Regions from separate parts of the Larimichthys crocea genome. Here region 1 is linked to region 2. The links are chromatin contacts, called in public Hi-C maps. All regions are on one chromosome and are shown on one strand. The core of a region is the stretch at or near the end of the contact, and the rest is flanking DNA. Distances in the headings are between cores, read along the strand shown.

Region 1 (3,992 bases), core at 1,095-3,594, 130 kb before region 2:
GAACAAAGAAAAGTCCTGGACGGAAGTAAAGTCAATTTTCAGATAGAAGTCCCATCCATTCCCACGAAGGATCAGAGTTGTATCATTTATTAAGATTGTAAATGAAGCCTCATTGGACCAAAATTTCTAAGCATTTTTCTCTACAGTGTATACTCATGTAACACATTAGATGACAAACCTGGCCCTTTAGGTTTCCTGTCTGTGATCCGGCCCAGTCTAAAGATAACAGCTCGCTCGTACTCCTTCACTATCTGGATGTGAGAAAAACAAATTAGCATCATCTTTTTTACATCTATTCACGTCAGTGAATTAAATGCAAATGCATCGCTATAACGGTTAGTTATATGGATCTACAATAGCAATGCTGACATATGCTGATATGGTTTATCTCAGACCACAGCCACATGTATAACATCTGCACATTTTATCCGTTCATTTGAGTGGCCGATTGCAAATGAGTTTAAAACATACATTGGCTTTAAACAGTTCAGATCACATTTCAGAGCTGTGAATACTGATATAAAAATACAGCCCCAGCAATACAAAGATCTGTTTTGACTTTCAGAAACAAATACTGATACTGATACAGTTGTGTACATCAGTAAAAATATACTCCACCTTGACACACATTAATATGGAAATAGGGAAGGTCGCTACTACAAAGAGGAGGGATATGAGGACCAACAGCCAACCACAGCATCCCAGTCTGCTTGAGTGTTTATCTGTAGACAGTGAGAAACATTTCACAGACTTGTACTCATGCACAGAGAGGCACAGTGCTTTGCATAATTTCCATTTCACCTTTCATTTGTTCACTCAGTTAAACAGTAATATGATTCAGTGGGAAATTCCACCTTTTAACCCAGGTGTCACAAAACAATTATTCATGCAACGAGATGTAGTGCATCCACACCTATCATTTGTCAATTATTAAATTAATCTCTTAGGGAGGTCACGTAACTTCAAATCCTCCTGAGTCACAGAGTGTTGAAGATACTGAACTAAACACTGTGATGGAGTTACCTCCTTCAGTTACAGAGGTCACGTTAGAGAAGAAAAAAAAATGTCAGGACTTATTTACATTATCTTTAATGTGTGGATTTCTATAAAATGTCAACAACAACAACAACAACAACAAAATAGTAAAGCTCTCTTCAAACACGACTGCTTTGTTCATCCATTTATGTTAACTTAAGTAATCTATCAAGTAAAACCTCCAAACATCGACTGGTTCCAGTTTCTAAAAAAAAAAAGGTTCTTCTGTTTTCTCAGTTTTATCACTGTAGATTAAATATTTGGGGGGTTTTAGTCTGTTTGACAGATAAAACAAGCTACAGCATTTAAAGGATGGTTACTTTGGGCCCTGCATACAACAGTCCAAATTTAAATTCAAGATATTCAATTTACAACTGAGGATCAGATTTGAGAAGTTGGAAGTCGTGAATGTATGACACTTTTTTGCCTGATTGACGGTGAACAAAAACAAACGAGCAAAAACTGAAACTCAGTGAAGTGGCTGATTAATTAAGTACTACTGTATATAGATGTTTTTTTTTAACTTAACCCTAATACTACTAATACTTAACACTTATATACAAAAATTGGTAAAAGTAAAAAGAAGCTTAATTCAGGGTCTGAATCATGTAAATGGATGGGGGGCTGTCGAGCTACGCTGTCAGCCCATCAGTGTAATGGATCATAAATAATGCTTTAGTTGTTATTCGAGGGCTCAGGGAGTTCTGGAAACTCATGTTGTTAAAAAAAAACCCAAACAGTTTTTGATTAACATGCTGAAGACAAACATTACACATCAAAAGTTTCTCATATTTATGTTGAATATAATATATTTGGTTTTGATGAATTTCTTCTTTAGACCCTTTTTTTTGCAATTGATATTATTATTATTTTTTATCATTCTTCCACTTCCCACCTGCTTACACTGTTGTTGTATTGCAAACTTTATAGTAACTGCGTAAAAATCTTAAGATATACAATAATAATTTACACTGTAATTAATTAGAGCAAACATACATATTTTCTGATTAACAGGGGCACATTAGAGTTCCCAGGTGCCTTAAAAACAAGCACACCCGGAGCCCTCAAACAATATATGAATATATAATTATATATTATTCCTGATATGTTATGTTACTGTGAATAATTTACTCATTCTGCGCCCCTGGTGAACAAGTTGAAGCAATAAACATCTAACGACAGTCAAAGTGAATCACATTGAGCCACAAAATGATTTTAAAAAGTATTTACCTTCAACATTTTCCACGGTGTTGATCTGAAGTTTACCTTGTGTCACCATCTCAGCCGTGCTGGATGCCGTTGAGATCATTAGTGAGTATGTTGTCAGGTATGATGCAGCGAGTGAAGCAGCGCTGCGCTTGTTTCTCTGTCTTCTCTCCCGTTGGGGTGTGGTCTGTTTTCATCCCTCATCACCTACTGCTTTTTGTGAGCTTGACTACCACACACACATAAACTCCCACTTGGATTCAAATTATGAGTGCCAACAGGTAACATGAACCATAGAGTCTAAGCAGCCTTTATTTGGCTCCATTATTGGAATGCTTGAAGTTCAACTCTTGTACTTTTCCATTATACTCTTATATCCACGTCCAGTAGTCTGACACCTGTTGAGTGCAGGTTATGAATAAACAATAGGTGGCATCCAAGTCTTGAAACATGAGAGATGGCACGTGCAAGAAGATGTGATCATGCTCATGCCTTGCCTCCCTTATCATAAAAATGTACCCATATTTAAATTGTGCAGGAATTTTTTAGGAGTGGGTGGAAATACACAAACAAAACATAATGAAGCATGGAGGATATAAAAACACGGAAATGGTGGCAAAAAAAATACACCTGTCAAATATCAGTTGTCAAATATAATAGTAGAGTTGTGTGGCTCAGAGCAGAAGCATAACCGCAGTATATAAAACATCCCTCTGCATGTAAAGCAGTACAGTACACAGTGTGACATGTAAGCTGCTTGTTAAACCATCATTTTTCACTAAGGTCCCTTTCATCAACTGTCACATGATACTTGGTCACATGACTGCCCGCTCACTTCAGTACACAATGAGTTCATGTGAATCCAGGTTCAGTTGTACACAACACTACATACACAACGGGCTCATGTTACCTATTTCATTAAAATTTATGACGAGCTTAAAGATCATTTTGCTTTTTTGTTTTTTTATTTGTGGAGTAAAAAAAAAAATGTTTTAAAAACTGAAAAAAATCTGTTTGGTCAGGGTTTTGTCTGCACCCTCGTGCTGGACTACTCATCATTCAAATTCGCTTCCTCCCAATTTTCTTATTTTAAACCACACCCTCCTTCAAGATGATTTTTTTCAAACTTCAAATCTTATATCATACATGAAACATTTTTTTGTGTGTGTTTGAATCACAACATGCATCAAAAAGTTTTCTTTTCTGCTGCAAGAGGACGGCAGTTTGTGTGGTTCCTGTGGTGAGGCAGGCAGAAAATGAAAAAAACAAAACAAAACAGAAAGAAATAATGTAGGCTTAAGGTTGCTATTGCAACAGATCAGTCAAAACAAAACTATTTGCGAGTTTTGTTTTTAATAATCTGATCTTTACGCTGACGTTTGCAGCTTTTGTCCAATGTTCAACCTTTTTCTTTTATGTTGGATTCAAAGTTTCTCTAACTCTAGCCTAAGGAAGATGATGAGCATTCAGTCTGGTTGACAAAATTGTTTTAAATGTCACTGTTGGCGGGGCTGAGCAGAAAGCAGAAAGCTGAACTGCTTAAACTGCCTGGAGGGTATGATTTGACTGGAAAAACTCGTCACGTCAGTGCTCACTAAAAAACGTCTGGTGAGGCGCAGTGCAGGTATTATCGATCATGCTGAAACATATTCACAGGTCTTACACTAAGACTTATGGATTTTATGATTGAAACATTGTTTTTAATTCATGTGGTCAGCATAGCACAAAATACAAGTTCATTTCATTCACAA
Region 2 (3,958 bases), core at 1,443-3,942:
TACAAGTCATGGTACACATTATCTCCACGCATCTGATGCTTCTTCTGCAGCAGAGCATGCAGTTTCTCTGCACTTCAGTGGACTGGCTGGGTCAGGGGAGGAAATCCACACTGATCAGGTCCAAACCTACTTTTATGAGAAGGTTCAACTTCATTTACTGAACAGGTTTGTCGAAAAGGAGGGGCAAATATGGTAGAGCAACATTATGAACAGAACATAAAGTGCACACATAATAACATTACAAAATGAAGAGGAAATGGTAAAGACGTTATCTTCTATATTATAAAAACACTTAATTAAAAACACTTAATTAATTAAAATATGAAATGAGTCCGAATGAAGGATTTAGAGATTATGATCCACTGCCATCTAGCGGCCCAGGTGCACAGTACAGGTGTGTCTCGCCCTGCCTGCGTCATACAATAATAAGGAAGTAGTGCCCAATCAGTGGTCTCCACTCATTGTGGTGTGTAATGAAAATCTATTATCAGACTCTTGGGAGTTGCTTAAGTTGTGTGATCCATCACAGTAAATGTCAAAGACTGCATTGTCTTTACTCAGTATTACATTATCGACGCACTGCAATACATCTTCTCGTGCAAGTCTCCACAGGTGTCTAAAGACACCTTAAGTCCGGCCGACTGAATTTTGGAGAAGCACCATCGTGATTGGCTGATGGCAAAGATGGAAATGGTGGGCCGCAATTGGTCCGTCCCAGCAATTTTGGAGAAGGACCACTGTGATTGGCTGATTGCAAAGATGGAAATGGTGGGCCGCGATTGGTCCGTCCCATCAATTTTGGAGAAGGACCACTGTGATTGGCTGAAAGATGGAGAAAGATGGAAATAGGGCAACGTGATTGGAGGAGATTATACAGACGCTCGGTACCCAAGTACCGCTGTCCGGGCTCTTGAGAAGATTACACGTGGTATTTCTACTTAACTCACATGTCTCATCACACTTCATCTTATTTCTTCTAACTCAGTGTTTTACTTTTGCCATCTAGCGACCCAGGTGCACAGTACAGGTGTGCCTCGCCCTACGTCATGCAATAATAAGGAAGTAGTGCCCAATCAGTGGTCTCCACTCATTGTGGTGTGTAATGAAAATCTATTATCAGACTCTTGGGAGTTGCTTAAGTTGTGTGATCCATCACAGTAAATGTCAAAGACTGCATTATCTTTACTCAGTATTACATTATCGACGCACTGCAATACATCTTTTTGTGCAAGTCTCCACAGGTGTCTAAAGACACCTGAAGTCCAGCCGACTGAATTTTGGAGAAGCACCATCGTGATTGGCTGATGGCAAAGATGGAAATGGTGGGCCGTGATTGGTCCGTCCCATCAATTTTGGAGAAGGACCACTGTGATTGGCTGATGGCAAAGATGGAAATGGTGGGCCGCGATTGGTCCGTACCATCAATTTTGGAGAAGGACCACTGTGATTGGCTGATGGCAAAGATGGAAATGGTGGGCCGTGATTGGTCCGTCCCATCAATTTTGGAGAAGGACTACTGTGATTGGCTGAAAGATGAAGAAAGATGGAAATAGGGCAACGTGATTGGAGGAGATTATACAGACGCTCGGTACCCAAGTACCGCTCTCCGGGCTCTTGAGAAGTTTACACGTATTTCTACTTAACTCACATGTCTCATCACATTTCAGCTTATTTCTTCTAACTCAGTGTTCTACTTTTGCCATCTAGCGGCCCAGGTGCACAGTACAGGTGTGCCTCGCCCTGCGTCATGCAATAATAAGGAAGTAGTGCCCAATCAGTGGTCTCCACTCATTGTGGTGGGTAATGAAAATCTATTATCAGACTCTTGGGAGTTGCTTAAGTTGTGTGATCCATCACAGTAAATGTCAAAGACTGCATTGTCTTTACTCAGTATTACATTATCGACGCAATGCAATACATCTTCTCGTGCAAGTCTCCGTAGCATTACCACAGGTGATGTGATTTTCATATCCCATATGGATGTATGCATGGCAGAAATTACATTCAAACAGAGCCATGTGAGCACAGTCAGGTTGTTTTGTGTGTGCATTGTTTCTGGTAATATAGCTGATTTTATAAGCATACAAGGAATTTCTTCTACTGTTTCACACACACTAGATATGATGTTCAATGTTAACTGAATTTGGCATCCATTAATAATACATTAAATAATCCATTTGATTTTAAAAAGCCCTCAGCAGAATCATCATTTTTACGAATACAAATTGGTGTCTGAGCAAAACTTTCTCTGGGAAGGATTAGGACTTATGACCTCATTATTTTTCTGCATTGATTCAGAGTTAATACTCAGGATCTTCATTTTCTTAAAAACACATCTGTTTCACAGGGAAGCTGCTGATTGTCATGTGAGATCAGTGACTAGGCTCAACATTCAGCCTCATCTATAGTTGGAGTGATTTCCTCTTACCTACAAGGTCCGTTTATAATTGTCTAAAACTTGCGCCCGAACAGGGACTTGAACCCTGGACCCTCAGATTAAAAGTCTGATGCTCTACCGACTGAGCTATCCGGGCTCTTGCAGCAATATCACGTGGTCCCTCTCTCTCCGTCTCATCGCTTTACCTGTAGACTGATTTTATGTTATATCTTGATTAGTGTCATTGGTAACACCCGCGTTGACCGGACTATTTAATGTCAGAATAGCTGATGTGAAAAAGTATTGGGTCTTATGACCTTGGCTGTGCATTTACACAGTCCTGCCTAAAAAAAAAACAACAGAAATGTTGAACCATGATCTTTAATGTCTTAAAGATAAACTAGGAACTAGGAGACAAGAGGTTACAGTCTTCATTCAGCTGCACCTACAGATTGCTTTCTGACAGACCCAAGGATGCTTTTCTCTTTCCAGCAAGGTAAGTTGTGTCCTCCATCCACTTGAAATTGGATAAAACTTCCGCCCGAACAGGGACTTGAACCCTGGACCCTCAGATTAAAAGTCTGATGCTCTACCGACTGAGCTATCCGGGCTCTTGAAGAAAAACCACGTGGTCTCTCTGGTCAGCTGACGCCCTTTATTTACCTTGTGCTCACCTGCAAGGAACTGTGAGCTCAGAGTACCAGAGGAGTGTGTTTGGAGGTAGTGTTTGTACCACAGGTGAGAGGAGGTTTTCATGCCCTGAGTGTGGGCAAATGCTGACAGGTAGCAGAGCCGATGTCGTGCCAGAACAGGAGCCGGACTATGTACTATAGACATAAGGACAGACATATAAGAGAAACATTATTAAAATCCAGATTTATATACATACTAACATTACATAATTGATCAATAACATAAAAGATAATCAGGATACTTTAATATGAGATGATCTGACTAACATGGCACCATATTATGGTCTCTATAGAAACCTATCTTAGGAGTCACAGACTGTGATCTACCGCCATCTCGCGGCTCTGCTGCACGGTACAGGTGTGTCTCTTACCTACGTCACGCAATAATAAGGAAGTAGCGGCCAAACAAAAACAGCACGCGTTCAGGTGTTTCAGTCTCTTTTAAAAAATATATATAAATTAGTAGTTTTTATCCTCTTGATCCTTGATGAAGGAGCTCCATGGAGAGATACTCACTCCACAAAGTCATCGGTGAAGGGTCATTCGGCCGGGCTTTGTTAGTCCGGTGTAAAAGCACCCAGGAGAAGTATGTGGTCAAAGAAATCCAGCTGCCAAAGGTATTTGCAAACAAATATTTATATAGTTATTTAATCCTCACCCTCACATCCATCCATCAGTGCAGCAAGTCACATCATATCAGTGACTAAATAGTAAATTAAACATAAATGCTGCATTTGCACCAGCATGTTGAGTAAAGCTCTGCACACTGTATTTAAATTCAGACTGTTATGTTATAGCCTGGGGGTCGGATATGGAAATGTTATTTACACTGTGCTGATAACACAGCAGACTGTGGTGCCTGCACAGAGACAGAGTGGATGCTGTTTGT

What was found. Hi-C and Micro-C count contacts between places; a contact is called where the count stands out from the background.
Region 1: a contact with region 2 is called in a Hi-C map of muscle, with 6 times the contacts expected there. The contact joins the promoter of stoml3a here to the promoter of nek3 in region 2. A contact is called at or near these places in 4 of 7 Hi-C or Micro-C datasets (all in muscle).

Annotation. Positions count from the first base shown.
Region 1 is chrVII:22,246,177-22,250,168 of L_crocea_2.0, reverse strand. stoml3a (stomatin (EPB72)-like 3a) reads right to left here and starts at 2,344. Exons shown (of 7, transcript XM_010738802.3): 1 at 2,266-2,344; 2 at 619-722; 3 at 179-251; 4 at 1-15. The coding sequence starts at 2,344. It overlaps slc25a15a (solute carrier family 25 member 15a), which reads right to left. Exons shown (of 6, transcript XM_010738797.3): 6 at 3,920-3,992.
Region 2 is chrVII:22,112,822-22,116,779 of L_crocea_2.0, reverse strand. It overlaps nek3 (NIMA related kinase 3), which reads left to right and starts at 2,692. Exons shown (of 13, transcript XM_027280970.1): 1 at 2,692-2,873. It overlaps trnak-uuu (transfer RNA lysine (anticodon UUU)), which reads right to left and starts at 2,988; the gene lies at 2,916-2,988. It overlaps trnak-uuu (transfer RNA lysine (anticodon UUU)), which reads right to left and starts at 2,534; the gene lies at 2,462-2,534.